Regions from separate parts of the Mus musculus genome. Here all the other regions are linked to region 1. Evidence: chromatin contacts called from public Hi-C, HiChIP or PLAC-seq and promoter capture Hi-C data. All regions are on one chromosome and are shown on one strand. The core of a region is the stretch at or near the end of the contact, and the rest is flanking DNA. Distances in the headings are between cores, read along the strand shown.

Region 1 (7,531 bases), core at 3,508-6,007:
CCAGGAGTGACTCTTGTCTTCTCACACACTCTTCCCCTCTCCAATTGGCTTATAGTTTTATACTTTGCTGCTATCCAAGTACAGTTTTGATGATTCCGTTTCCTGTAGAAGAAGAAGAAAAAACAAATCACAGAAGGTATAAAATTGCTTATTATTTACTCCAGAGGAGAGAGCAGTTCCCCTAGTAAATATGCACTGAAGCATTTTTATTTTTATTTGCGTTTTTTAAGAATTCTTAAATGGACCCAGTAGACCGTAATATCTCTTTTTAGAGTTGGTGCCATCTATTGATTAAATATGCATTTATACATTTCTACTTTTTTAAAAAATAAGAGACATATGTTTTAGTCATATAATAGTCTAGAAGAATCGATCAGTAAAAATACATATTTATGTGGTCTTTACAAAAGACTTTGTCAAGCACACAAATTTAGAAAAAATAACATAAATTATTTTCTGATCTTCACTGATGTTTGTTAAGTGTGAATTTAATTAAGAAATGCCTCGTGCAGATTAGGAAAGAGATTGTTGAAATAAAGAGATGCTTGCATTTCATTTTAGTTTCACGTTGCTGAGTACTGAACTCAGGGTCTTGTCCATACTATATAAAAGCTCTACCACCAAACCATATCAGCTGCCCTAAATTGATGCTTTTAATAACAAGAGTGTCCTGGCCAGGTATGGTCGCCATGAGCAGAGGTAACATAATGAATACTAGGGCAGTCTGGGCTACAGAGTGAGACACTGTTGAAAAAAAATTCTCTATCTCTATCTCTATCTCTATCTCTATCTCTATCTCTATCTCTATCTCTATCTCTATCTCTATCTCTATCTCTATCTCTATCTCTATCTATCTCTGCGTCTATATATCACAATATCATAGATTTTTAAATATAATATACACATGAATATGAATCCATTTTTTAAAAGATAAGGTCACATCACTAGTAATGAAACTGCTATGAGAATATGAGCTCAGGTTTTTCTGTTTGCAAAGTGAATTTCTTCCTCAACAGGAGTTATTGTGTTACAGACATTGTGATACCATTGAATATACTAAACAGGAAAGAGTGAAAGAACTAAGCCTTGAAGTAGAGTTGGGACTTTCTGTCATCTCTTCTTCTGCCTCTTCTGTGGAACTGAGTGGTTATAAGGCTTAGTGAGAACTGAGAGATGGCAGCGTGGGCTTGCCTGGATTGTGCTTACCCCATTAAATGTTACTTGATGCTTGTTCCTGGTCCCTGGCAGCTTGCTGTCTGGTAGTATGTTGCTATAGATTGGCTCTTTAATTCCCCACCATCATCCATGTGTTGAAAGCATAGTCCTCTGTGTTTGTTGTTGGAAAGGAGTACAACCTTTAGTGGGGAGACCAGTGGAAGTCATCCATCACTTGGAGTATACTCTTGAAGGGAAGAGTGGACCTCTAGTTTCTTCCCCCTCATGCTTTTCAATTCTTTGGCATAAGCAGGGGTGTTTGTACTCTATCATAGCTACTACTTTGCTTTACCCCTTTAAGCATCCGATCTAAGAGATTTGTATGTACTCAGTCATGGCTAACAGTGTCCAAAGACGTGAACTAGTTATATCCCTGATTAAATTGATCTCAAGAGTTTGTTACTGGGATGGAAAGCACAGGAACACAGTACTCCAACTGCTCTTTGTAGAGAGGCTGTACTGAGTATACTTCACATTCCTAATGTGTTTATGGAAATGTTGGTCTTGCAGTCCCTGTGTAAGTCAAGGAGGGGCTGTGCCCAGTGCTACTCAGAGTCCTCAGGTGCTCAGTGTACCGTGGATGCTACAGGGACTGCTGATCACTGGAATTAGCCAGTGCTGTTCAGGAGCTCATTATTCCCTAGGCATTCAAGCCTCTTCTCTTTTCTTCCCATGTTAGTCATTGGCCATTGTAAGAGGTGAAGGATGGCTGGCCCTCTGTTTCAGGTGAGCAGCCTGCAACTTTTTAAATTTAAATCTTTTGAACTTTCCCATCTATATTGTAAAGATAATATTTACCTCCATCACTATACCATGATAGTGCTCAATGCTGTAATTTCTTTATATAGAGGAAACAGAAGAATATGGGCTTGCATTTGGGCTGTCTCCTTCACTGTGGTCCTGGACAAGTTACTTAACCTCTCTAAATCTCAGTTTCTTCCTCTCTTAAATTAGGATAAGGATTAAATGTAATGCCATAGCTGAAGTCCTTAGCCAACAAGGGGTTAATGAGTTGCCCAAACAGACTAATGCTTCAGCACCACATTTAGATGAGTCTTTCCTCTTCTCCTGCCATAAGAGACTATTGCCAGACCTCTTCTGTGTCTGCTAAGATGAAAACAGTTCACATGTTCCCTAGAATCGTTCCATAAATGAATGTCATTCATAGTCTTTCTTTTCTCAAAAGGAAATTAACTCTTTTGTAGCATAATAGGAAATCTCTAAATTGCAAGACTTTCTCCACCAGCATGGCTCTTGGTTTTCTGAAGGCCTCTTGTTTGTGTCTGCCAGTCCCTCTCCTGGTGCTATCTACCCACTTCCTTTCTGTGGTCTATCTGATCCCTCCCTGCCTTGCAAGTCTCTTTGTGCATCAGAGGACTCCACCAGCAACACTTCTTCAGAACTTCAGTCTGGTACTGTCCTTGTTCAGAGCATGCATGGATAGCTCTGCTTACACAGGACATACTTCCCAACTGCGACTTTTCTATGTAAGGTATATGTATTCTACTATCTTCTATATACATTCACGAATATACTATTCCTTGATTTTTTTTTTCTAGAGAAATCTTCAGATATATCACATGGCTTTTGCAGACAAGAAGAAACAATGTTCTTCCTTGGCCCAGTCTTGGAAAAGCACTGTATATTAAAACAACAACTTGCTAAAAGCTGATGATGATGCTATCGATCATTGTGTTTGTAAGAAGGGAAATGATCAATGTTCTACTTGTTTAAAGGCAAACATCTTATTTCCTAGAAAAAGTGACGTTCTGTTAGATGTAAATGAGTTCTGTGCATCCTTCTTCTTCATCAAAACTGGTTTTATGATAGTGCAGACTTGGGTTTGGATCTGGACTCATTAGCCATGGAATGTTTCTCAAGTCACTGGTAGTTGCTGAACTGAAAATTTAGGGTACTGGTGTCTACGGGGTAGAACTCTGGTGGGGGCAGCTGAATTAACACCTGTACTTCCCTGTCCCATAGGCGGTGCTGGAAATACATCACAGAAACAACCAGGGAGGAAGGGAGAATGTCACCTGGAAAGTCACTCACATATAAGAAGTAGAGCACATGCACAGAGCTGGGGAGGAATCCCAGCAGGCATGGGGTCTTTGGAGAAAACCTGGTAACAGAGGTACTTTCTCCAGAACCTCCGTAATATCCAGTGCTCTTCTCACTGCCCTTTCACAGAGTTCAGGGGCCATGCAGCAGTGTGCAATTCACATTCCAGGGAGGACAGATAGAGTGTGTTTTGGCTGCCTTCTGTAGTGTTCCTATAAACTATGATTACACAGATGCAAATTGGATCATGGTGAAAGAAAGAAAGAAAGAAAGAAAGAAAGAAAGAAAGAAAGAAAGAAAGAAAGAAAGATTATTATTCCCTAGGCACTCAAGCCTCTTCTCTTTTCTTCCCCCGTCAGTCATTGGCCATTGAAGGAGGTGAAGGATGGCTGGCCCTCTGTTTCAGGTGAGCAGCCTGCAACTTTTTTTTTATTTAAATCTTTTGAAGAAAGAAAGAAAGAAAGAAAGAAAGAAAGAAGAAAGAAAGAAAGAGAGAGAGAGAAAGAGAGAAAAGAAAAAAGAAAGAAAAAAGAAGAAAGAAAGAAAGAAAGAAGAAAGAAGAAAGAAGAAAGGAAAAGGAAGGAAGGAAGGAAGGAAGGAAGGAAGGAAGGAAGGAAGGAAGGAAGGAAGGAAGGAAAAGAAAAGAAAGGTCAAAGTCACAGGCATGGCTGTGAGCCTTCTTCTGAGGACTTCTGCAAGTCTCTTCTTCCTTAAGACCTAATCTGGATGTCCCTATCTAAGTGTGCTGGGATCATGGCAATTGTTTGGGGTTTTGTCTTGGTAGAATTCCCTAATGCTCTAATTTGGGGGAGCTGGCTCAAATTAGATTCCCTGTATCTTTGATGAGAAAAAAAAAAAAAACCTGAACATGTCCATTTTCCAGCTGGGGAGTTAGGCTGCTTTCAAGTACTCTTGCTGGCGGGATGGGGACTTGATGCCTTTGAGCAGCCTGTGAGCAAAGCTCTGGCTGCATCCTGGGCTGGAGACCAGGAAGAAGGAATGATAAGGTCTTGGCATGAGCATTAGTCAATTTCTGCCAGGAAGCAGCCCTTTCCTGATCCTTGTGTCCCGAGACCTGCTGGGGTAAGATTTAGGAAAGGGCATTAGACCCCTCCTGCTGCCCACCCAGGAGCGGGTGTGCCCATGCGAAGCACACTGGCATACTCACACAGATCCCAGCAGTACTGCTGCGCGGTGAGGGGGGTGCGCAAGGGACAGGCTTCAACTCCCCTCGGAGTGGAGCCTTCCCAACAGGAAAGTCTCCCGGTGTCGCTCAGGAGAGTGGAGCCAATATGTGGCTTGGAGGTGGTCTGCTGTGCGCCCAGTGAAGATTGGTGCTAATGATTCTTAGCAGTTGTGTGTATGTGCAAGGGGAAAAAAAATCAGAGACGCTGTCTGCCTGCTCCCATCTCGCGCGCTCTCTCTCTCTTCTGCTCTCTCCCTCCCTTTGCAAACATTGGATTTAAACCTGCTCAGAATTCAGCACAGAGGAAGCAGCCTCGGTAGCAGCAGCAGTAGCAGCAGCACCAGCAGGAGCTAGCCGGGCCGCCGCGCACCACAGCCTCGAGATGTACCATCCCGCCTACTGGATCGTCTTCTCGGCCACCACTGCCCTGCTCTTCATCCCAGGTACCCAGCAAAGAAGGGTGTTTTCTCTCTCTGAGCAATGATGCCGCTGCTAGGGCAGAAGGGGAAGAGGGAGAGGCAAGGAGGAAAAGAGGGAGTGTAAGAGGCATGTGAGTAAGATAGGCTTGCCGCGTGTGCACACACACTCACTGGCTAGCTGGCTCTCAGGCAGACAGATGCCCACAGCAAGCGATTTGCTCCCTTCTCGGGAGAGCTGGGTTCGAGATCCGCACCGTGCTGCAAGGCGCTGCTGGTTCTGTGAAAGGCACAACTGGCATTGACCAGCTGTGGTCCCAAGGGTGACAGAAGAGGGGCTTAAACTCCGGGGCGCAAAAGCCTTCTTGAGCGCTGCTGTCGGGACCTGCAGCAGGAACTGGCATCCCGCTCAGTACTGGTCTCTGTTTTTCTGAATGTAGTAATCTCTGCGTCTCTGTTTCCTATGCTTTTTTCTTCCCCCCTTCCTGTTTTTTTTTCTCTCTTCCCAACGTTCTCTCCTCTCTTCTTTTCCATCCTTCTGAACCCTTCCCTTGATTCCCACTGCAGATCCCTACCTCCTTGTTTGCCTTCTCATTCTTTCACGAATTTTTCTCTACTGCATTTTTTTTTGTCTTAACACAATCCTTCCACCACCTCTTGTCCTTTCTTTATCCTTCCACCAAATGGGCAGATTGTGCCTTTGAAATCCACTTTCTCCTTCCTAATCATCACATCACAGCAGAGACATAAATTTTCCCTAGTAGATTTGATCTGGTCCAAGCCGGGCGAATGTTGGGAAATCTAATCCCAGTGGAGGGTTGCTAGAGTCCCAATGGTGGGCAGAGATGTTAATGCAGTGCTCTTTCTCACAGCACTTACTTGTTTGGGCAGACCAAGTCTGCAGTGACCCAGGTAAGATGCTTCAAGGCAACCTTCGCAACCCTCCCCAGTCAGCCTGCTAGACTCCTTGCAGACTCCCGCACATCTTAATAGGGTTGGTAATTGCTTCAGAGCCTTCTGCAAGCAGAGGACCATGCCTGCAGGCATCTTTCACACAATGCTGAAGGGGCTTGGAAGGCTTGCCAACATTTTAGGCAGCATCAAAGGGTCTCTGGGTCTTCCACACTAAACCTCACCCTTTAGGGGGCATTTCTTCCTCTCTCTCTCTCTCTCTCTCTCTCTCTCTCTCTCTCTCTCTCTCTCTCTCTCTCTCTTCCCTCTCTCTCCTCATGTTGCAAATGGAGATAGCATGTTTTCCGTTAAACATTAGCTTAGACCTAAATTCCCTTACATATGTACAGACATGAATGCCAATATTGTTAACCCTCACGTTCATAGGTGAAGCACATAATTCTTCATTTTATATTCAGGATGCCTCGGTGAGGTTTTCTTCCCTTTCATTTAAACCTAATTCTCCAAAGTTCTTCTAAGCTAACAAAGAAAATTAGAAAAAAAGAAAGGAACTTATTGGGATGAAAGAGAAAACTGATGATTTTTTAAAAAAGAAAAGATATCCCTTGTATAATGTTGCACCACTTTATTAAATACATTTTAATTCATTTGGAAATTTTATGCCTCCCCATTAAGTTTTGAATTCTATTTCTCTGAGAAGAGATGGGTTCCAAACCAAATTCCCAGATGTCTTTTGGGGCTGGCAAGTTCAGAGTTGGGAGGGTGTCCCTTTTCTTTTTCTAGGGTCTCCAGTGTTCCAGTGGGAGTGGGGAAAGCCACAGGCAGAGCCCAGTGCTCAGTACCTGCTTGAGCCTGGTAGAGGGAGCCAGGTGGGTGCTTCTGGTCCTCTGCAAAAAGAGAAACTTTCCTGAGAGTTCAGGAGGAAGCTCATCACGGACTAAGACTAATCGCTCCTCCCACTGTGGTTCTAGGGGCTTGGGTTAGGACCTTCCTGAGGACTGGGTGGTGAGGATGGGTAAAGGACGCACTTCACAGGGTCTCTGCATCCCTTGTGTCTGTCCTAAGGACAGAAAGTGAGTAAGACCAATGGGCTGAGTTTGGGACACAGTGCACCCCAAAGGAAGCTACAAACTGGGTTGAAACTTTCCTCTAGCGATATCCTAGTACCGTAAAGCACTAGGGGTCAGGGAGTCCTGGCTTACAGCTATAAGTCATATTCTACCATAGACTTTTTCAAGGGGCTTCCACCTGCACTTCCCAAGCCCTGCCTGGGTGTGAGGTGAGGGTGACAATCCAGCTGCAGTTATTTGGGAGAGTAAGATAAACATCTGCCTAGGGTTGCCTTTACCCCAGTAGGCAGGCTTTACTACCTTACTCCGAGGGATGCTCTCAGGTCTGAGCATCCCTCTGAGATCAGGAATAGGGAGGAAGAAAAGTTGGTGTTAGTGGAAAGAAGGGAAAGAAGACACCCAAGGCCTCCAGCGGGGTCCGAAAGGCCTGTGGCTCCTCATAGCTCGCATCCTTTACTTGCTTCAAAGTCTTCGTACTTCTTTTTAATTTTTTTCTTTTGTTTCGAACCCTGCCTTCCCTCCCCAGAGGTTGGCACCAGCTTGTTAGCCATGTACTTTCCCAGCAGGTAAAACCAGGCTAATGTGATCACAAAACCTTGACCTGGTTAGGCCTCCGTGCTATCTCAGTCTGTAGCTTTTCATTTCTTCGAAAAAACACCTTTTCAACTCAG
Region 2 (7,531 bases), core at 2,094-4,593, 230 kb before region 1:
CACCCCCCCCACCCCCACAGATGGGCGTGTCTGCGCAAGTCAGTTACTGGAAAAACCACAGCCTGTAGGCAGTCACTCAGAAGTTGCCCTGCCATCAGAAGCTGCTCCACCACCTGGCCTGAGGCAAGAGCAGTAAGTCAGCAACAGTTTCCAGCCTTCTCCCCTAACCGCCAACAATAGTTCTGGAATGTTCCCAGAGTCCTAACCAATTCCAAAGACAGCTATACCCCAAGAGATAAAGATAAAGGTCACCTACCACTACCTGGAATCCCTCTAAAGTTGTAGTAATTGTTGATTATGCCTGACACGGGGATGCTGCCTGCTTCAATGGTTTAGACACACACACACACACACACACACACACACACACACACACACACACACACAGAGCTTTTATACTTTAATATGTCTTAAGCAGCACAATAGCTTGGCAACTGCCTAGCTTCCATGCTGCCAAAATCTACCTCCTGCTGATAATTCTGAGTTACTACTTACTCCCCAGTTATTGGCTGCTGGCATCTTTATTTACAGATCAGAACCAACTGGGCACAGGTTCCAAGAATCTATGTGTACATCCTCACATGTAAACAGTTTTTTGGGGGGAGGGAATCCAATTAGTGTTTGAATATAAGCAGCTATACCCTAGTCTGCTTTAAATTGAGCTTTCTAGCTCATTTGGGCATCTCCATTTTGTTAAATTGTAGACCCCTGCATGCTGGACTTCTGCAGAATAGAAAGCACTCTTTGTTTTTGCATACTATTTGTGTTTGCAATATCATTCTTTGGTGAATCACAGACACCTAAAGGAGACTGCTGAAACTGGAGGATAGATATAACTTATCTTCTCCATGAAAATACAGAGATTAAATTCCAAAGCCATTCATGGGAAGAAATCAGGATCTAGAATGGAGTTTTGGTCATACTTTCACATATTCCAGGCATCCCTGGCCTCAGGTCAGGACAGATGCAAGGGCATTTTTGGGTCCTTATCTCTAAACCTAACTAGCGTGTTTCATCTTCTGTTCTCATTAGCATCATCCTATGGGCTGTGATCCCAGACCAAATAAGCAAATAGCATTAGCATTCATCTTTATCTTTTTCCTATGGTGTCATGTGATCAGCTATCTCACACTCCTGCTGTCATGTGTTCCTGCCATAATAGACTGTGTTCTCCAACTGTCAGCTAAGACCAGTCTTTCCTTCCTTACATTACTCCTGTCACATACTATATCACAGCAACAGCACAAGCAGCCACAGCAGCAGCAGCAGCAGCAGCAGCAGCAGCAGCAGCAGCAGCAGCAACAGCAACAGCAACAGCAACAGCAACAGCAACAGCAACAGCAACAGCAACAGCAACAGCAACAGCAACAGCAACAACTGAGAAGGCTAGGCTGACTCCATGACAGGCTTCAAATTGGCAGTTCAGGAGATGAGGCCTAAATCTCTGGTTCCAAGAACTGGGCAAGCCCAGGCAAGTCCAGGCCTCAAAAGCTGCCCTGCCACCTAGCCTGAGGCAAGGACAATGGGTCAGCAGCAGTTTTCAGACTTCTTCAGTAACAGTTTCCAGCCCCCATGCCTTGGTAATAGAATGTCCCTAGAGATGGAGTAAGATAAAGGTCACCTATTCCAGAGTCTCCTAATGTGCTTTAAATCAGGCTTGGGAACTCACTTGGTTGTCTCTCAATCTTGGTAATGGAGACTCCAGCATGCTGGACTTCTGCAAGATAAAATATTCTTTGCATATACATACTATGTCAGTCCAGGGTATCATTCTTCAGTGAATCATGGACCCTTCCACAACCACAACAGCATTAGCTGGTGTACTGCATATTCATTTTCTTACAGTGCTGGCAATCTATCCCAGGATCTTTTACATGTTAGGCAAGTGCTCTACCACTGAACCTTACCCCCAACTCCTTGAAGTCAGGGTATTTGATGTATGATCATTTGTGTGTCAAAGTCCCTAAATAGGAAAGGCCTTGTTCCAGGGATTATTTTTTGTTTTGTTTGTTTTTTATTTTTTTGGCAGTGATCAGTGCTGCAAAAGTCACATCATGCAGCAGAACTCATGAGATAGATTTATTGGATGAAGGGCATACAAAAGGCTGCCCCTAGGTGAGGATGGAAAAGAGCTTTGTAGATGGTCTATAGCACATGTGGATAGCTGTAACCCATGGGGACAGTGGAAATGTGTTGCATTTGGCAGCTGATGATAAGGTTACCCCTGGCACTGAGTCACTGAAGGCAGATTGGGGAGCCCCTGGTTCTGGGATGTGGGTGATTCTCAGTTTACCAACCATCAGGAATTAAGCTCTAGGGAAAAGGGCATCAGATAACTGGATCAAAAATGAGCGATAGCTAAGCATTTAGTCAGATGAATTGAGTATCTAAGCAAGGGACATTATGAGATCCCTGGAGGTAACCCCATGGATTAGGAAAGACAGGTTCTGGGGGAGCCTAGAGGTGAAGGGACCCCTTTGTGAGAGAATGGCCAAGGAGACAAGTCTCCGGGGATGACATAGGTTTTGATTAGAGACTCGGGGTGGGGTACAGTCAAAAAAGAGGGGAAGGGAAGATATTGTGTGATTTAAGAAGGGGAAAGTTCTGAGGGTTCTGCAAGATGAAGGGAAACACTTGGGGAAGGAGGTCTTATAAGGAGGAGAAGGTTTGGATCTAGTGATTCCCAGTCTGAGATCTCCATCCAGGTAAGCGGTAGGGTTAGTACCACATGACAAAAGGGATCAGAATTAGACCCCATAGGCACCAGAGCCTGAGTCAAGGACTAAGGGTGTCTTGAAGTCACTGTATATGGGCAGAGAAAAGGCTGACCGAAGATGTTAAAATTTTATGAGTGCGTTCTATGTGCCAGACGTTTAAAATCCATTTTACATGAATTAATTTGTTTCATCTTCACAACAGTTTTATGTGGTAGGTACTACTATTGTCTTCCCTTAAAGAATAAGGCAAGGAACTACAAGCAAGGTAAAGAAAACCAAGAAACAACACCCAAGGTCACACAGCTTGTTGGATCAGAGGTAGGTCTCTGAGTCCATGCCACCTGCCACTCTATTCACTCCCCAGGCCTGCCAGGCCCACACTAATCATGTGACCATGGGTGAATTATGGGAGCCTTCCAGCATGTTCAAGAAGAGGTGAAAGATGGGAATTAGTGATGGTGTGGAGGGCCCTTGTGAGCTACATAGAAAATGAATGGGGGAGGTGAGAGAGACCCATGCCTTTATGAAGCCAGCTAGATAAGAAACCGCATTTAAATAGAGACACCACATGCTAGCAAAGCAAAGAAAGGGAAATAGAAATTCCTGGAGATTCAGGCAGGGAAGGGCCTTTCATTCAGAGATCTGATTGGAATTTAGGGGGAGGGGGGAGAGCAGAGAGCTAATGCGAGAAAGCTCAGACTTTGTTTTCTGCTTAAAGGGAGCCTCTCAAGGCTTAATCCCACTGAGAGCTCCAATCTCTCAGAACCCAGACTCACTGCCTTCCTTTTTTTCTTTCCTTTATTTATTTCAGCCATTTTCTGAGAGTAGACATAGAGAGAGCAGAAGGTGGAGGCACAGAGGAGAAACAGCCTTTCTCAGCAGTGCTGTGTCCTGGTGACTGAGCTGACAGGAACCAAGGTGCTTTGCAAACTGTAACAGGAGGTGTGCTCTTAAAGAAATGCAGTGTGGAACAGCGACATCAGCAGTAGGAGGAACCGGTTTCAGCCATGGGCTAAAAAATCTTCGGGGAGTCAGTTAATTATAGGAAGGTGGCAGTTCCTTACAGAAGGAGAAAGCGAGAGAGAGAGGGAGAGAGAGAGAGAGAGAGAGAGAGAGAGAGAGAGAGAGAGAGAGAGAGAGAGAGAGACCCTTCCAAGGTGCTGTTTAGAGAACTGAGTACCAAGTTTGCACAGACTTCAATGTACTATCTTATCTGCTAGCCCCAGCAGGTGGAGCAGAGATGACATCCACCTGTCAGAACAAAACAAAATATCTTTGATACATGCCTACTCATGTCTTTACACAGGGGAAGAGGGCCTGAGATGTGTGCTTTGCAGCAGAGTGGCTTCACAGGGCAATCCTCTGCTTGGATAAGTCCTGGTGACACTCTTTTACAGGGTATAAGGAGTTAGTCTCAGGAGTGGCCAAGGTTCTTTGATGCTCCAGCTCTCTCAGCTTTCCTTTCCAGCATGGCTACACCTGGCTCTTGTCAGGAAGCTCTACTTTGAGTGACAAAATTTTAGGGCTGGTGCCTTAGCAAAGACCCTGGAAAAGGGCTATTGGGCTTTGCTGGCTGTGTGTAGCCACTCCTCCATCCCCATTCTAAGAGTTTCTAAGCTGACATTCTTGCTGACAATTCTCTCTTTCATCAGAGACCACCGGACAGGAGAGGGCAGAGCATCCTTGCAACTAGAGGGATGTGAGGAGCACCCGTTCTGTTTGCTACTTCCTGGGGTTTGTAAGGTGGCTTGTAGTAATTTAAATGTTACAGTGTTCTCCACTAACCCGAAGAAGTGTTTGTTGGTAGTCAGAGCATCAGATAGGTGGCATTTTTTTTGCAAAGGTTTAGGTAGTTTGCCTGAAAGTGCCCTTCTTCCAGAGCTGAGAGTTGAGGTTCAGGTTTCCTATAGAAACAGCCCCATTTGGTGAGTAGGAGGTGACTTAAGCTCCTGTCTCCTTGTTCTTCCCTGGAGCTCCAGCAGACTCTCTCTCTCCCTCTGCATACAACATGCATACTAATTGAAATCTCTCTGAAAAGGGGCCTTCTTCCTGACAGAGCCTTAAGACTAGATGTAGGTTTTGAAAAACCCAAGATGGCATTGCCTGTAATTATAAAGTAATTGGTGTAATTGAGAGCTCAGGGTCTCATGCAAATCACCCTGTTTTTAACTTTACATCAAGACTATTTTTATTTTTAAATGAAAAAAAAATCACGAGCATTTGGGTATGGAACTTGCACATTTCCATGTGCTGAATCTTGGTGTAGCTGTGCTGGATTGGAGATCAAGTCACTGCCAGTTCTGCGTGCCATGGGGAAAGTCCCTAGACCTCTCTCAGCCTTGGCTCTTTGCTTCTAGAGGACAGGAAGCATAAGAGAGACCATAGACCACAAACCACTGTGAAGATTGAATAGCACAGACGCATGAGGCTTCCTGGTTGTTTCTCTTCTTCCTTAGGAGATGAGTGTAGGGAGAGGAAGGGGTTACTTGGAAGAAAAAGGGGGAGTCATGGCTCAGATCTTGAAGAAAGACCTGGGTCTTTCTGTTCTCTGTGTGGAGGAGATTGGGTGGGGTTAGATGGTTAAGTGGTAGGACCTATGAGAAAGTACGGTGGAAAGTATCACCTTGTTAGGTTTTGTGCTTAGCTCATGATCCAGCCAGCTTGGTTTTTTTTTTTTTTTTCCCCAAGATCCTCTTGTGGGTTATCCTAGCTGCTACTGTTTTACCTGACACAGGTAAAGGTAACATCCACTGATATGTGGCTCAATGAAACCCTATTTAATAGCCATGGTACTTCCTAAGTCTGCCTCCGAAAGCAACAACACACGTGTTGGCAAAGATCAACAGACATTTATTTTCCCACAGTTCTAGAGATCAGGGATCCAAAATGCTGCTGGGTCACACTGCCTTAGGGATTTCAAGGAAATATCTTCTTCTTGCCTCTTCCAGCTTCTGCCTCTTCACCTGGATCATGCCTCTGAAGTATCTGTATGGTCTCTTTATGTGTTTATAACAATGTCTGTAACAACACTTAGTGCCTTCTTTTATAATACAGGGTATTTCTCTTATCTCAAGATCCTTAATCCAGTGATATCTGCTAAGGCCTCTTGTTCAGTTAACACATTGTAAAATTTTAGAGTTTAGCATTTAGTTTGTCTGGGGGACCATTATTCAACAGGGTCAAAGGTTTTCTGAAGCCAGGCTGGCTAAGTCCATACCCATGATTTTGTAATTATGGGCATAATTAATTGGTTGAGTTACTTCCTCTCTCTTTCATGGTCTATTTTATCGATAGAATTGGGGGAAATAATAATGCCTGCCCTGAAGAGCAGCTTCTAGGATTAAACCACTTCATATATATCATAGCATTTAGGAATGACCTTGTCGCATAGTGAACCATCCAAGTAGTCACTATTGCAATGTCTACTTTTCCTTTGAAAACTGGTTAAGTTACTTTTCTGTTGCTGTGATAAAATGTCACAAATAAAGCAACTTATAGAGAGAGGAATTTATTTGGGCTTACAGCTCTGGAGGGTTAGAGTCCATGATGGCAGAGGGAAGGCACAGTACTGTAGGAGCAGGAAACCTCAGCCTCACACCCTGAACTTCAAGTACAAATCACAGAGAACTAACTGGAAATGGCACAGCTTCTGAAATTTCAAAACTTTCTCCAAACAACACCCCTTCTCCAGCAAGGTCACAGCTCCTAACCCTTCCCAAACAGTAACACTAACTAGGGACCAAATATTCAATTATCTGAGCCTATGGGGGACTTACCACACTGGCTATAGAATCATTATAATTACACTTAGACTCTTCTAGAATTTGATTGTATTTGCTCTGCACAAACTTTTGGTATAGATTTAACAACTGGCTACTATTATGAAGACAAGGCCAACTGAAGTAATGTCCACATTCAAGTCAACCTGTCAAAATCAGTCATGGTTATTTTTTCAGAAATAAGTTTTTTAAAAGTCTGCCTTATAAGTCACATGAAATCTCAAAGGACCCCAGTATTCCCTCAAGCTGTGAAAAGAGTTGAAGGATTCATACGTCCTTACTTTCTGTTTTTTGTCTGCTGTTCACGTGGAGGGTAAGAAAGAGATGGAAAACAGAGAAGTAATATGAAGACTGACTCCCTTTTACACACAGCCCAGTGCTTACTTGATAACCATGCTAAAACCACTGGTGGTGTAAACCTGGTGTGCCCCTCTCCTGGTTCCTGAGTTAAGAGCTTAGTTGTCAGCTGGTGGAAATCTGGGGGGCTTTAGGAGGTGGAATCTAGCTGGCAGAAGTAGGTAACTAGGGAATTTTGGAGGGTACAGCTGCTGATAGTTTCTGTCTTAATCTTTTTCATTGACCAGTATAATGTGAATAGCTGTCCTCTACCACACAATCCTGCTATTATAATGGTCCCCTCAAGCACATGGACAAAGCAGAGAGCAACTAAACCTCCTGAAACCCCTAGCCGGACTGGGAATTTCCTCCTGTTAGTTGTTTCTCTCAGGTGTCCTGTCACAGTGATGTAGAAGGGGCTAATATAGTATCTAACTATAACATGTAAAACCATGACACTCTTAGAGGAAAACAGACACAAAGATTGGTGGCGTTGAATATGGTAGATATTTCTGGTTTATGACACAAAGGAACAGAGAACAAGTGTAGATACTGTTGAGAGAGTGAGCTAGACCTCTAGGCATAAGCCTGTAATGTAAGTCCAGGTACGTGAGAACCTAAGGGGAGGATTGTAAACTGAAGGAATTGAAGGTTGCAGAGGGAGTTCAAAGCTGCTCTATGCAACTTAGAATGCTCCTG
Region 3 (7,531 bases), core at 1,858-4,357, 210 kb after region 1:
AAGAGGCTTAATTCTCCCTGACATTCCCGAGATAGATATGGCTCTGAAACAGGAGCATTACCAAGACAAGTGTCCTTCTGGATACCACAGCAGAGGAACTGTGCCATCGTCTACAGGCCCCATTGACATCTCTGTTTTAAGAGGCTAAGAGTCCTCAGCGTTTGCTTATCTACAGAATACCGTGGCCCGTGGAGGCAGGCACAGGCCCTGGTTTCACCAGTACAGCCTCCAGCAGGTGAGGCATCTGCCGTACTTCAACTGGTTCTCAGGTCTGCCTTTCTGAGCCCTCCCCGGTGTGAGTTGACAGTGAGCCTGGAAGTGAGAACTGGACTCTGGATATGGATGTCCAGGTGCTCGTTTCTTCTGTTTCTCTTCGTAACTCTCCTTCACTGCAGCAGAGTGATCTTGATGGTTGTCTTCCTGGGGGTGAAAGTTTGTTAAGGATTATTAAACCAGGTATTCCTAGCAAGAAATTATTTTTCTGCAAAGGGGACACTTTACTTTGTCTCCATGTGTTTAGTTTTCATAACTGGGTTCAGGGGATGTAACCAGCAACGGGAGAGGTTCAGGGTGTTTGCTAAGTACAGGCATAAGACAGACCTGACAATAAGGTCTTTAGCCCAGCCTGTCAAGTTCAAGTTGAGACATGATTTGTTTAACCTTCTTTAGGGGCAGCAAAAGGTCAACTGAGTCCTGCCTTTGTACTGTTTGGACAGGTTAAAAATAGAGACAGCCACATCTTCATGCTCCTGTGGCTTCTCTGCGTGCTCTGCTCAAAGGTAATGGTGACCTCGGCAAACCCTCTCATAGACACTGAAGCCCAGGAGCTCGTCCTCACCAAGGGCGTTGGTAATACAGCTCGCCCCTCTTGCAACCTAGGAAGCTTTATGAGAGCAAGGCTCCTTGTGCTCATACAGGGCCTGATACTTGAGCCCAATGGGCGAAGGTTTTAAAAGAAAGATTTGCCAGCATGACCATGCTTCTGTCTGCCTATTTATAAAGATACATAAAGTATTAGAAAAATTCAGAAAAATGATTCAAGGTAAGATGTTATATACAAAACAATGAAAGGGAAAGAACAGGTTAATTTTTTACAACTGCAAAGTTATCTTTTTTTTTCAGATAGGAATAAGAGGGAATTTTTAAATAACTCAGCACCAACCACCAAATAGATGAGAGGTCGAAAGTAACAAAACGGTCTGTAACGTCTGAGACGTACAGACTCAAGGCTTTAAAGGCTAATGAGCAAAAAGTAAAAGATCAGAAGAAAGGCGAGAGCCAGAAGTTCAGTGTGAGGAAATTTGCTAGGGATCTAGCTTAGTAGTAGGGTGTGTACTGAGCATGTGCGAGGTCTGGAGTTTGTGCTCCAGCATTAAATAGATAGATAGATAGATAGATAGATAGATAGATAGATAGATAGATAGATAGATAGTAAGGTAACACAATTCAAAAACATATGATTAACATGGGGGAAATGACAGAGTATAAAAAAAATCACAACACTTTTCAAACCTCAAGGTTTTCATTCTTCCAAGGAAATAGGCACATGCTTAGGAACAAGGCAAAGGCTGAGGCTGGGCCCTTCATGATTCCCATCCTCCTTGGAGTTCCGTAGTCACAACAGAATGCCTCAAGCATGGGAGAATGCCTGCAGCATCATGTGCGCAGTCCTTGCCAGAAGGATCTGATATGAGCATCCTGCACTGATGTGTAGAGATGCCGTCCTCAGGCAAGAGGAGGCAGTGGGATGTGGGGAGTCACAAATCCACAAGGGCAGCTCCTCCAATTCACTCTTGAACCTTTTATTTAGAAAGAGCACAGAACAGGCCCATGGATAACCAGATCTTTTCACCATTTTCTTTAATTTTAAAAAAATATTTTCATTTTATGAATGCTTGGCCTGCATGATTGTCTGTGCATCACATGGATTCCTGGTGTCTGGAGGCCAGAGGAGGGCATTTGATTTCTTGGATGTGGAGTTACAGATGATGGTGACATTGTGTTGGTGCCGAGAATCAAACCTGGGTCATCTAGAAAGGTAGCTAGTGTTTTTAACCCTTGAGCTAGCCCCTGCCATTTGTTTTTAGTCTTGATTCTTCATCAACACTTGCTTCATTGGAAATCAAAACAGAAAAAAATATTTTGTAATATCATGGGTGTAGGTTCAAATCTCTACCTTGCCAATGGCTAGATATTCAATTTGAGCCAATTTTATTACTTTTATTTTAATTGCCTGATATAAAAAAGGAGGGTTTTTAGAAGGTCTACCCCTCTTAATTACACTAACAAAAACATTTTCTAGATTGTGGGCCAGTTGGGGCCATAAGTCATTTCTTATTTGCCTTTCTGTCCTCAGTACTTGGTAAGTTGCCCAGGATATGTGAACTCTTGAGTGTGTCTGAAAATAATAATAACGAAAGCCAAGCTTTATGCATTGCACTGCAATATGCCAAGAATTATGCTGCACATCTTATTTTGGTTGCATCTGTTAATCTGTAAAACATGTCCGTTAGGCTTGCCACATCATTAACCATGTTATAGATAGAGTAGGCTTAAGAGTAACTTTCCAAAAAGCTAGGTTGTTTTCAGTTTTTCAACATAGTTAATGAGTTAACACATGCCAAGGTGTTTCAACAAACCCAGGAGTCAAGACAAACTAGGTGTGTGCTGAAGAGTGGAAAAATATCTCCAGCATCCATGCAATATTCCTCAGAACTCTGTCCCTAAAATACCTCCAAGTGTCTGCCTAGCATCCCTCCTTACAGACCCTGAAACTATGGTGCAAGGCTCATGCCAGTTTACTCAGGATCCTCTTTCTCATGATGCTCTGGCTTCTACAGCCTCTACAGGAGTCTACATCCAGCCTTCTGCTGGAGAGCACTGACTCCCATTCAATCCAGGTGTGGGAGGGCTAAGTGTGCTTACAACACCTTGTATCTTCTAAAGTTTAGCTTGATTATATTCTTGGCAATTACTGTGTTCTATGGGAGAAGTCGAAAAGAGATCCGGTTAAAAGCATTCGCAGAGCAACTAAAGCCAATCTGAAGGAAGGGAGTGTGGCTGTATGGAGCGACAGATTCATCAGTCTGAGAATGCCTGTCTTAGCGAACCCGGTGCTGACTCTTCACTGCTCCCTCTGCTTCCCTGTCTAGAAGCCTACTGCTGGAGAGAGTCTTTGAGCAGCTGCCACTCCAGATGGACATCTAAGGCCATGTTATCCCCGCAATTAGCATAATATACTGGAACATTACCATTAATCCTAGAGTCTGGGCAAAACCATCACACAAAAGTATGCCAAGTTGGTCCTTTATCACACACTGGACACTCAGTAAAACATTACAAACAGGTAGGCAGAAAGACAGACAGACAGACAGACAGACAGACCCCATACACTTAAATTCCTCATACTCCTGTTTCCCACACAAAGGGAAAGCTAGGGTGGAATAAATCTCTTAATTGTTTTTTTTTTTGGGGGGGGGATTTTAATGATGTAATGGCAAGAAAACAGCAGAGAGAAAAACAGCTTTTAGAATTGTGCTCAGTTTTGCTGAAGAAAACAAGAAAGATGAGCAAGAAATGAGGCTTAATTTTAATGAAGGGAAATTTGAAGCTAAGTAAAGAAATTGCAGGAAGTGGGAGTACTTGGGATTCAGACAAGAGCAAAGTCTCACATTCCCTTGTGATGGACAAGATTTTGTTCTTAATGTCTTCATACAAGAGGCTGAGAGGTAGAAAGCACTGTACAACCCAGAAGAGAAATCTGAAGTCCGGGGAGGAGGGACCCACTTTATTCCCAGAGAATTTTGGTGGAGGTTGGCTGAGGACACGTCTTTCTCCACAGTTCTTGAGATTCTTACTTCCCTTCCATACAAATGCTTGGAACACGGGAACGAGCTGCATATCTTGGCAAGGAGTCATCCTCCTGCTTAAAGCAACTGGATCAGATTTCCCAATGATGAGTTCCTATGACATCTTTAGCCCATTAGTGTTTACCCTGTAAAGAATTCAAAACTGTATGTGTTTTAATATACTAAAAGTATGGTATACATGTAAGCGTAAATACGCATATGTATCTAATGTCTCTCTCTCTCTCTCTATTCTTTTTTTTTTTGGCTCTTTGGTCTTTTCTACGTTCCGATAGAGGTTGGCATTACTTTGATGGGTATAAACTTTTGTTGACATAGGAAGACAAAAACAATTATCTCCACTTGAGAGTTGACACTAATAAACTAATGAGAGAGAGAGAGAGAGAGAGAGAGAGAGAGAGAGAGAGAGAGAGAGAGAGAGAAGGTGTGCATTTATGTATATTTTGTTATATACGGTACTATTGCTATATAAAATGCTATAAACTATATGTGTTTGTTAGTTTTTTGACAACATGACACAATTCATTCCACTGTGAATGGCGCTATTCCTAAACATGTGGCCTTGGGCTGTATTAAGAAAGCAAGCAAGCCTTGGATAGCAGGCCAGTAAGCAGCATCCTGCATGGTCTCTGAATCAATTCCTGCCTCCACATTCCTGCCCTGGCTTCCATCAATGATAGGCTATGACAAAAAATTATAAGTTAACTTAACTCTCCCTCCCCAAATTGTTTTCATTCTATGTTTTATCACAGCAACAGAGATGCAAACTAGAACAGTATTCCCTATATGTTTGATATAATCTATAATATAATTGACTTCAATATATAAACATATATCATACAGACACATACACACATACACACAGGCAGACAGACAGACAGACACACCCCTACAACCTGATTTGCTGTAACAGGAAAGTTGACCTTTGATGCCCTACTGAAGTATAAAACAATAGCTTCCTTTAAGTGGAAGATGGTAGGGGCCAATTGGACAGTAACATAAGCAGAGGAGTGACATGGAATTGATTCTCTCACTGGCTGTAACAGCCCCCAAGGAGGCCTACTGACTGAAGTACAGTCAAAGCTGGCAAGGCTTCCAGGCTTACTGTCTGAAAACAATCTCTACCTTTCCCAGGAAATAAGGTTTTGTGTAGAAACCAGACTTTTCATTTTACTAAAAACCCTAGGAAATGTCCAACTATGTAAGGCATAGGCAAGTATTTGACAATGTTCTCAGTGAACAGCAAAGTCAAAACCACAGATCCCAAACCACAACCACCACCACCACCACATAAACAACAAAATCACAAACAAAAAAAAAATCCCCAAAAAACAACAAACCCAGAAGCCCTCCAGGTAATTTGGTGAGAGCCACAAAATGCTGAAGTAAATCCTTATCAGGAATTTTAATGAGCAAAATAAAATATGAAATCTGTGCGATTAAAATCAAATCTTTCCCCTTCTGCTCAGCAAGCACAGGCTGCCAGAATGAAGGCACAGGCAGGCACTGGGAGGCCTTTTGTATTTAATTACTGCCAGGATTTTTCTCAGTTCAAAGCTCTTTCTCAAGCCTCCACAGGGCTAATAGAGAACTCTAGAGAGTAAATAAGCTCTCCTCTGTGTGATTTGGAGTACTGGACGGCAAACAATAAACAAATGTTGCAAGACCCAGGCCAATTTGTCTTACTCTACATGCCTGCGAGGGTGGGGGTCCCACGTGGATTTGGAGGAGGCAGGCTTTATACACTCCAGCACCCCCCTTAAGCAGCAGATTCACTTCCAGCTATTTTGGTCTCCTTTGGGTTTTCCTAAATCTATGACCATCAGAGTGTCCTGGGGAGGTATCTATCCACATAGCATATGTCACCTAACATCTATCACTTCCTGGAAGTGATACTAGTTCACCCTGCCTAGATGATTCCTCTGCCCACTTGGAAATGGAGTTAGCATCGCCCCTGCTTTGAGCTCCTTGCTCTGAACTCTAGATGCTGATGAATCAGGGGTAATGTCTGGGCCTCAAACAATTCTCTTTAGTCCTTAGTCATCACACATTGGTAGCTTTTATGGACATGACTTGGGGGCACATGTTAATTTAATTACCATAGTGCTACCTGCCTACTCGGTACCACCTTTCCATATACATTCTGTCCTATTTTACTCCAAGTAGTGATTTTGATCTCTCATTTCCGTAGCCAAGAGAGTGGGTGTCTCATGTAAGTATCAGAATCGAATAGACCACGAGAGGTCTGCTAAGACACTCCAGAAATCCAATCTTTTGCTTCTTGGAGGAGAAGGTGATAATTGATGTTTTGCCACCAGACACCCTAGTGGGGAGTTTAAAGCTAGTATAACTCTAGGCTTTGGCAGGGTACATTTTCCCAGCTTGTTTGTGTGAAAGGGAGTGAAAGTGGTGGGAGGGTTGGACCACAGGTTTCTACGTCCCTGGATAGTGGTGTCCAGTGCATCATGCAAGCACATCTCTTTCCTGTATTTAGCTCAGCTCTCGTCATGTGTTCCAATAGGTAAATTCTTGCTTTAATTTTGTCCTTTAATAATCGTAACTTAATTTTTATACAGTAGGACTTGTGTAAATGTTCACTGAGTAATATGGCATCTGCAATATCTCTCAGTTGTTTATTCAATCTTTCAAGAAATATTTGTTGAGCAGATGTTATGTGTCTGGCACTATGTTGATCTCCAGGATAAAGCAGCAGGGTAGATGGGGACCTGACAGCACGGACAACAAAATGGACATAGAGAATTGAGCATCTTTTGCAGACAGAGCTGGGAGCCCTCACTGATGAATGGACAAAGGCAGTGGGTAATAAATAATTCTTGTATTATTGGCTTTAGCAAGTACATCAAGGATGGAGCATGCATGTGACCTGGGAAAGAAAGATTGAAGGTATTCTCAGGGGGCTTTATCATCCAATCTTTAATCCCATTGCTTAATAATTACAAACTGTTTTTAACCAGCAAAGGTCTAATATTATTATTTTTTTTTCAAAATCAAGTTGCTCAGGGACTGCCTTACTCTTAGTAGAATGTCTGGAAGGTGGAGTCTAAGCATTTCTGTTTGTAAAAGATCCTCAGATGACTTTTAGCTTTCCCACGATGGAAACTACCACTATCAAATGTGATGGTAAATATGTGAATGTTTGTGGGAGTGAGTATAGGAGAGGTGGGGTACAGAGAGGTATACTGTATGGAACAGACTTTAGTATTTTTCTGAACAGAGCATAAATAAATGGGCAAAGCTACTGGATGAGTAAAAAATGCATGGTTTAGCTTTAGCATTAGCCATTGTTAAGTAATTTTGGAATATTGTCTATTTCTCTTCTCTTTTTTAAAACATCAGCCTTTTGTTCACATAAGCAACTGAAGTTGCCATGGTGTACCAATGTGGAATTAATGTGTGTTGGCAGTATGTACCTGTGTACTTTCATGTGTTTTACTTGGCACTGTGGTTTCTGAGGTTGTCTGGTTCCTATATATCGTCCAGCTGGAATCTGCAGCTTTATGCTCTGTTCTTGCATGTTCATATCCAGAATTAAAGGAGTCAGATTGAATACACTGTTATTTTCATAAAAGTTAGTGCTGTGACCTGTGGGCTTGAGCCTCTCATGGTAATTAGCAGTTCATACATGTGTTTAGTACAATTATATG
Region 4 (7,531 bases), core at 3,465-5,964, 130 kb after region 1:
TTCTACAGATCTCCAGAGAGGCCTACAATATTTTGTTAGTTGGTGCAACTCTCTAGACTCTCAAACTCTCTCCAGTTATTACTGCCTTCCCCAGAACACAACCATGTTCAGAATTTGACCATCATAAATATTTGCTTGGGGTCCCCCACTCTCAACTGGCAGCCCCTATGGCTCACTGTGTCACATAACCTATGTGATAGTTACTGTAAGTCATAGTCTACCTTAGTAAAAGCCATGGCCTTCAAGAATGGCCTGCAGATTATTAAAGACAAAGGAAGAAAAATCATATATTTGATCAAGAGTAGTCCATGGTGTTCCTCAAATAAAATTGAATTTACAACTTTAGAACATTTTATCAGTCATGTAACACATTTTCCAGTCCCAGGCAAAACTTCCCAGCCATTCCTTTCTTTCAACATTCTGTTTAGCACTTTCTCTTTTAAAACTGAGGCTGAAGTATCTAGGAAACACAAACAATAAACTAGTATGGATGGCTGTACTGGGATGTGGAGAGAGAGTGTAGATTCATTGGCTTTTGTTCTTGTCTTATTCTCCTGGCTTGTGGTAAGCAGAAACCTTGTCATTTGTAGAAAATGCACACCAAGAAGGCTCAGACTATAGGTTCCATTGCAAAAGAAAATAAGGTGACCTTGTTGAAGACAAGGTATTTCTTTTTAGACATCTTGAGCTCTGTGGCTAACTATATCACACAGAGCAATGTTGCCTCTGACCTAGTATGGTTTCTGAATGCCTTGGCCAACAAAGAATGGTAGCATAAGTTTGGAAGAAGAAAATAAGATTTGAGTATTTCTATCCCTGTCTCTACTTCTTAGGTAACTGTGGGACAGTGGCATTCTTCAGCAAAAGACCATGTTTCTCCTGCTGACTTGGTGTTCCTAAGAGTTCATTCTAGGTCATGGTTCCAGGAACAGTTCGTCCTTTGTGTCTGTGAATGGTAACAGTACTCAGGACCTCAGTTCTAGGAATGCATCCATCAGTCCTATGTATCCTTCATAACCACCCCTGGAGGCTATGGTCTTCATTGCTTCTTTACACAAGCCAACTGAACTGTGCTATGTATTTCCACCCAGAGTCAGAGTGTCTTTTACTAAATGGGAAGATAAGTCTAGAGGGGTTACAGGTATGCAGCTGCTTTGATGACATTCAAAATGAGAGGTGTTCATGTTCACTGATCCTTTTTGTGTGAGGGAAGAAACCTTGTCCTTTCCTTTCGTCTTACACTGATGGATGTACTTGGAGATAACATGAAAAGGCTACAGTTGAGGGGAGATGCACCTTCCTATTATTTCCTGCCACAGAAACATGGTAAAACTAAGGGTTTGAAAAACTTTGAGCTTTATTCTCAGCTCTACTCATGGAACATGTCATTTGTTCATTGATAAATTGATGGGCAGAAATAATATCTGCCCAGAACCTCTTAGGTTTGTGATAATAATACAAAACAATGTATGTGAGGACAATAAGTGACTGTTAACAGAAACAACCAAAACCACTACTAAGATTAAGGGGTAATAATACAGAAACTATATGATATAAGGAGTGAAGCTTATACAAACAGCAAGGCCCAGTCTGGCCTGGTTAGCTACACACCATCTTCATGGTTCCTTTCCTATAACTTCTGGCTGCCCCTGGCCTCTTTTGGCCTAGCTCCTTTCTCTTAGAGGATTCCTTTGAGAACTGCACTGGTCCCTAATGATGCTTTCCAAGGCAAACTGAGAAAATAATTTCCAGGGATTGGCTCATCAGCCACCACTTTAAAATAATAGTGGGGTCAAAGAGTACTTGTGAGCCTTGCTTTGAAAGTTCAGATGTGGACTAAAGATTATTCATCCTTTTTAAAAGTTAAATCACATTAAGTCCTCCTTACCCCTGTCCCTGAGCTCTCTAGTGTGACAGGGACAGGTGGGAAGAACTTCCCACCATCTACAACTATTGTGCATGCCCTCCTTAGTTCTTGACATTTGAGGACCCTGCATCTTTCATGCAAGCTTGGGAGTTTACTATGTATGCCTCAGTTTCAGCATTCTTACTTAGCCTTCATCCACTACAATTTTGATATACATTTAATTCCTCCGGGTAGTATTTGGAATTTCACCCACCTGTAGGTCTAGCCAAGGGAGATTCAAGTGTAAGAAAACTGGAGGGAAGAATGAAAACTTCTGACTAACTGCAGGGAACCATGACTGGATTTGAAAGCACACTGTTAGTGTAGGTCAAGGGATGAGTGGTCCTGTTATTTCTAAAGTTAAGTTGGAGCTTCTTCTGAATTACTGCTGTACTTCACAAAGCCTTTCCTGGCAGCAGGCAGAGGCGAATCAGAATACACAACAAATCGTGAAGGGATGTTTTTGCTTTAGTGCTTTATTTAAAATATATTTCTTCTTTAGAGCCCATTTGGAGACTTGCTACTGCTTTGCTTTGTTTCCCCAGCAACATCAAAAGAGCCAATGGAAATGAGAAATTTCCCCTTAACATATCTATGCTTTCACTCAAGGGGAGAGGGAAAAGCACCCAGCTCCCCCCCCCTCCCCCAACTTCTAAACCACTTCCCAAAATAGAGCCAGACAGCAAGACAAGCCAACTCATGCCTCACAACCTTCCAACCCTTCTCAAGGGAGCAATTACAACCTAGAGAAAAAGATCCTGAATGCATGGCCCCTTAAAGCAGCTGAACATGTGTGTGGGTATCTCCTGCCCTGCCTCTCTTCCGTAATACTCACAAGAAAAGCAATTTACCAGGGGACTCAGGAGTGTGGAGGTATCAGATGAGTTCAGGGTAAGTGTCTAACCACACAGATTTCAAATAGAAACCTTAAGGCCATTCAACCCATGCCTGCTTGTTCATATGCTATCCTAGTGTAATACTAGCTCTCATAGGCTGTGAGTAAGCCTTGTTCATCCCAGGCAGTTCCAGGATCCTGAGCATCAAATTAAAACATCATGGCTTTAATTTTCATCCTGAAGGCTTGGCATGATCTGTCTTCTCAGTTGGCCTTATTCTTTATTACTTCTTCACCGTCAGCACATCTTTCCTTGGCCTATCTCTGCCCATCTTCTGTTTACAGATAAATGATGAAGGCCTACCCACATGTTCTCAGAGTACAGGACATTTCTCATGATTATGGGACTCACATAGTGTGATGTTTTCTGTCTCTCTGACTAGACTGTCAAGCCCTGTAGGCAAGAAACATTTTTTTGGAAGATTAACTCATTCTATTTTATGTGAGTATTTTGCCTGCATGTATGTATATTCAGTACATATGTGCATGGTACCCAGTTGCATCTCTTAGAAATGGAGTTACAAATGGTTTTGAACCATCATGTTGGAATTGAACCCAGGTCCTCTGAAAAAGCAACAAGTATTCTTAACCATTGAGCCATCTCTCCAGCCCCAAGACTTTATTTAGTGCCTATGGGGGCATACAGCTCTTATCTTTGATCTAGATGCTTAACTGATGACTAAGCCTTTAACTTAAACTATCATCCTTGTTTTGAGTGGAATTGAGTCTCTTACTATTGATATGATTCAGAGTAACTATCTGATATCTGAACTGTGATTTGTGGCCAGTAATTCAGATGGCAGAAAAATTCAGGCCAGCAAGATAACCCAGGTGGTTAAAACATTTGTTGCCAAGACTGATAACCTGAATTCAATCAACAGAATCCACATGGTGGAAGAAAGGAATTTATCCCCTTTGCCTTACATACTAGTAACATGGTGTATACACACACACACACACACACACACACACACACACACACACACACGCATGTGCACATGCTCACACACAAAATTAAAAATAAATAAATGAAAACCAATAGATTAGCAGATCTCAACTTGTGGGTCACAACCTCTTTAAGGGTTGCATAACAGATATCTTGCATATCAGATATTTACATTAAGGTTTGTAACAGTTGTAAACTTACAGTTATGAAATAGCAATGAAACAATTTTGTGGTTGGGGGTCATTGCAACATGAGGAGCTTTATTAAAGGGTTGCAATATTTGGAAGGTCAAGAGCCACTGGCAAAGATAATATATGTAAGAAAATGACTTCAAATATGGAGCTTAAAAGCAGATCTCAGCAGCAGGAATCATAATTGTGCTTAGATTAGATTAATTGTGCTTGTATTAGAGAAATTTCGTTGCTTGAATCTCCCATCCGGAGACAAGGTGTTTTTAGTTTCTAATCATGGATCAAATATTCTCGATGGTAATATCAGCATTCCTATCCCTCACTCCAAAGATTTTTCTCCACCACCTCCTAATCACATTCTTGCTTTGTCTGTTGAGTTTTCTGAACTCACCACTTAGGCCTGAAAGATCCCTGGCATGAGCCTGCAGAGCCCTGTTTTATGACCAAAGAGCCCTGGCTCCAGAACTGAGCTCTCTGTTGCTGCAAATGTGTCTACACCCCAGTTTCACCATCTGTGAAGCCGAGCTTGTGCTGCTTGCTGTTCTAGAGGGTCATTGCCTCCTTCTGTTGGCAATCTACATTCGTTCTGTTTGATCTTCCTGCTGTTTGTTTCTCTGTCCAAGGTATGTACCAGGGACATAGAGGGAGCCTGTAGCTGAGTAGGTGTGAAAAAAAAAAAAAATCAAACCTTAACAGAAGATAGGGAGTGGTTGGCAGAGATAGAGATGAAGTTATTCAATGGCAGAGAGGTGAATGCATTCAAGTTTGCAGCCCTCAGAGGCCATGATTACATTCTAGGATTGCAAACTGCCAGGCACACAGCAGGTGTTCAGCTTCTAGCAATACACCCACTCATGGAGCTGAAGAGGCTGGAGAAGTTCAGAGCTTTGTTTAGCTGGTGAAGCAATGATTCAGGGTGTTTCAGAATTATTACCTAGATTTCAGATCCTTGAGGGCCTGGTTCAGGAGGTCTGGGGAAAGATGAAAACTTTTATGTGTTTAAGAAGTGCCCCAAGCAATCTTGGTGGAATTTTCTGATCTGGCTCCCTTTCTCTGAGGTAATTTTCCGACCTGTGAAATCCTCTCCTGTGGGAGGCAATTAGAACCTTGAGAGATAGGGAGTGAAAAGTGGAAGACATCCAGAAATAAGCCTGGGCAGAGGTAGTTGTGACCATTTGTGTTCGAGAACTATTGTCTTCTGAGGTGGCGAACTAAACAAATGTGAGTTTCTGAACACTAGCACAGTCCCTGCATCTCTATTCCTGCATGGAGCACTGGAAGGTAGCAGGCTTCTATCACCTCCACCATTGCATGCTGGGACATACTCCCATCACGATGCTCTCTGAAGCACAAAATATGCATCTAATAGACTGTCATTTTTCAAGGGAGAAACTCACATGTAAGCACACGCATTGACCTTTATTGCTTTATATTGTGAAATACAATAGAATCTGAAGATTGACCACTCTAGTTAACCTTCAACTCCTAACTCTAGAGATTAAAATTGGACATTAATTCAAGCTTTGTCTTTTGATATTATCTCTAGGTGTTACTGTCTAGGCTACTAATAGAATACCCTAAAAAGTATTCTGGGATTATTCTTTGTGCAAGTCTCATCATTATAAGATGTATTTTGTATTATCCAAAGCAGTCTTTGCTGTTAGGCTTCAGCTCCTACCAAGAGGGGAGAAATACGTTTCTAAGCAGCTTGAAGATGAAGGCAAGTAGGAAGAGTCAGAGGAGGATAGAGTGTACTTCATTCCCCAGGCTGACTTTTGGAAATCATGGCTGGAAAACAACATTCCAGGTTCTCTTGCACCAGGTGATCACTGATGTATTTATGCCTCTGATTAATGAACTTTGCAAATTAACCTCCGCACTGCTCTGTAATTGCGATTAAGGTTTCAAAAAATCACTTAAGCGTATGTTTCCGCTACTTCAGACCCTATTCCAGCCGGATGGCCAGCTCCCTATGCTGATTTCCCAAAGATAATGCCAGTCTCCTGACCTCTGAATTTACAATTAATTACCGCATTCAGCACCTAAATTACCCCCATTCTTGGTGTGCCTGGCTTTATCTCTCTGCACACACAAGCCTGGCTTTTAATTAAAGGCCCTCCAAATTAAATGAAAACAAATTCAATTATTACATCTCATTGGAAGAGCTCACAGCATATCCTGACAGCATTTATCCAATGGGCAACCTAGGGAGAGCTCAGCTCCCACGACTTAAATTAATGTGCCCAGTAAATGATTTTTCTTATCATTGCCTGAACAGGTTTTCTGCCACTGGGTCAGCTCTAGCTGTGGTCTTCACTGTCTCTGGTGAGTGGGGGGTGAACCAACATGTGTTCTAATACAATTCCTCCTTTCTCTATCTGTTCTGATCACGCCTTATTTCTTATTCTCCTTTGCATAGAAGGAGAAGGTCTCCCATTCTGCTCCCTTTGTGACTAGGAGATAAATACCCTCCAGTCTCTGTAAGTCTAGAGGTACAGCTCCAACATGCACCTCATAAATTTAGATCCTTATCCAGGGCATTTAGGGATATCCAGGGGACCATGAGTATATTCTTGAATCCCTATGCAGCCTGAAGTATAGAGAAATGTGCACTGAATTGCAATTATTGTTACGATAGATCATAACAATAATCATAATAATAATGTGTTCATTGAGAACTGTAATGTTCCAGGCATTGCAAACAGCACACAATTAGACACCGTCCATCCCCAGTGGACCTATTATATTTGTGGAAGCAAAGTAAGCTCTAAACAAACAGAGCAACAGAAATGAAGTGTAGGGAGAGTACAAAAGGGAAGAAATAATTTCCTTTCTGGTTCCTGGCCAGCAGAGCCATGTATTTTTCTCCCTTGCATGGGACACAATGCTTAGTCTTCACTTTGTCCTGGGTTTCCTCTGTGGTGTAAAACTCTTTAACTGGAGAGTGAGAGGGCTGGTAAAAGGAGGAATATCCTTGGATGGGAGGCAAGAAAGTAGATCCGCTATTGCTGTAGAAGTGGGCATCATCTGAAGCTTTGAGATATAGGTTCAAGACAGATCCTGTTGTCTCTGCTCAAGGCTTGCAGCAAGGCTGTGGAAGGGCTGCTTCCATAGGCATTGGGCCAGATTGCAAAGAAATATCTAGGCGAGACAAGAAGCTAGAAGCAGAGGTGAGTCGATCTGTGTGAAGATCAGCAGCTTTCAGGTCTTCTGTGTCTCATATCCTATGGTGGAGGAAGGAAGGTTGAAATGCAGATTATGACAGAAAGAACACATATATACAAGTAGTAGGGGGCAAACCTGGGGAACAAACCATGGGCTCTGAAAGTAGAGCTGAGATCCTAAGCCTGTGGCTGCCAGACACAGTCTGCCTGGTGGGTCATGTTCCCCCAAATACAGTCCACACTCTCTAAGGAACCAGGGGTGCCTGTAGAATTCTGTGGAACATCTGAAATTCCAAGAGAAGGGCACGGTTAGCAACCATGAGCTTCCCTAGTGTCTCCTGGTTGTGTCATTGAGATGGGAAAGTCAAGTGTTTAAAGGACTGGAGCCACAGTGTCCTGTTTCTTCACATTCTTGGTTGAGCAAGCATC

What was found. Promoter capture Hi-C pulls out the DNA fragments that hold promoters and counts their contacts. Hi-C and Micro-C count contacts between places; a contact is called where the count stands out from the background. HiChIP or PLAC-seq counts read pairs in DNA pulled down with a chosen protein or histone mark.
Region 2: an H3K4me3 HiChIP or PLAC-seq map of forebrain shows a contact between it and region 1, with 6 times the contacts expected there. The contact joins the enhancer-like site here to the promoter of Opcml in region 1. A contact is called at or near these places in 2 of 39 promoter capture datasets (embryonic stem cells and hippocampal neurons), 3 of 484 Hi-C or Micro-C datasets (cerebral cortex and forebrain), 4 of 115 datasets of contacts at active chromatin or transcription factors (embryonic forebrain, forebrain, neural progenitor cells and 1 more) and 3 of 9 other capture datasets (embryonic stem cells, liver and pancreatic islet).
Region 3: a promoter capture Hi-C map of hippocampal neurons shows a contact between it and region 1, with 4 times the contacts expected there. The contact joins the enhancer-like site here to the promoter of Opcml in region 1. A contact is called at or near these places in 9 of 39 promoter capture datasets (the 3T3-L1 cell line, 3T3-L1-derived adipocytes, the C10 cell line and 5 more), 4 of 115 datasets of contacts at active chromatin or transcription factors (embryonic forebrain, forebrain, neural progenitor cells and 1 more) and 2 of 9 other capture datasets (embryonic stem cells and pancreatic islet).
Region 4: a contact with region 1 is called in a Hi-C map of the N1E-115 cell line, with 6 times the contacts expected there. The contact joins the enhancer-like site here to the promoter of Opcml in region 1. A contact is called at or near these places in 5 of 39 promoter capture datasets (the 3T3-L1 cell line, the C10 cell line, cranial neural crest and 2 more), 1 of 15 datasets of contacts at CTCF or cohesin (the NIH/3T3 cell line), 2 of 484 Hi-C or Micro-C datasets (the N1E-115 cell line and cerebral cortex), 2 of 115 datasets of contacts at active chromatin or transcription factors (PVALB interneurons and neural progenitor cells) and 4 of 9 other capture datasets (adipose tissue, embryonic stem cells, liver and 1 more).

Annotation. Positions count from the first base shown.
Region 1 is chr9:27,786,542-27,794,072 of GRCm38.p6, forward strand. Opcml (opioid binding protein/cell adhesion molecule-like) reads left to right here and starts at 4,758. Exons shown (of 8, transcript NM_177906.5): 1 at 4,758-4,905. The coding sequence starts at 4,845. Gm39314 (a long non-coding RNA gene) reads right to left here and starts at 4,528. Exons shown (of 3, transcript XR_870601.1): 1 at 4,445-4,528; 2 at 1-102.
Region 2 is chr9:27,553,423-27,560,953 of GRCm38.p6, forward strand. No RefSeq gene overlaps it. Among named protein-coding and RNA genes, the nearest start is that of Gm30791, 38 kb to the left of the region's middle. Within about 2 kb of position 3,344, at least 19 of the 459 cell types and tissues checked have an H3K27ac peak or open chromatin away from gene starts, as enhancers often do. A contact at or near this core is called in embryonic stem cells and forebrain, where this site is marked.
Region 3 is chr9:27,993,559-28,001,089 of GRCm38.p6, forward strand. All of the region lies in intron 1 of Opcml (opioid binding protein/cell adhesion molecule-like), which reads left to right. Among named protein-coding and RNA genes, the nearest start is that of Opcml, 210 kb to the left of the region's middle. Within about 2 kb of position 3,108, at least 5 of the 459 cell types and tissues checked have an H3K27ac peak or open chromatin away from gene starts, as enhancers often do. A contact at or near this core is called in hippocampal neurons, where this site is marked.
Region 4 is chr9:27,919,732-27,927,262 of GRCm38.p6, forward strand. The region is part of intron 1 of Opcml (opioid binding protein/cell adhesion molecule-like); the gene reads left to right. Among named protein-coding and RNA genes, the nearest start is that of Opcml, 130 kb to the left of the region's middle. Within about 2 kb of position 4,715, at least 9 of the 459 cell types and tissues checked have an H3K27ac peak or open chromatin away from gene starts, as enhancers often do. A contact at or near this core is called in the N1E-115 cell line, where this site is marked.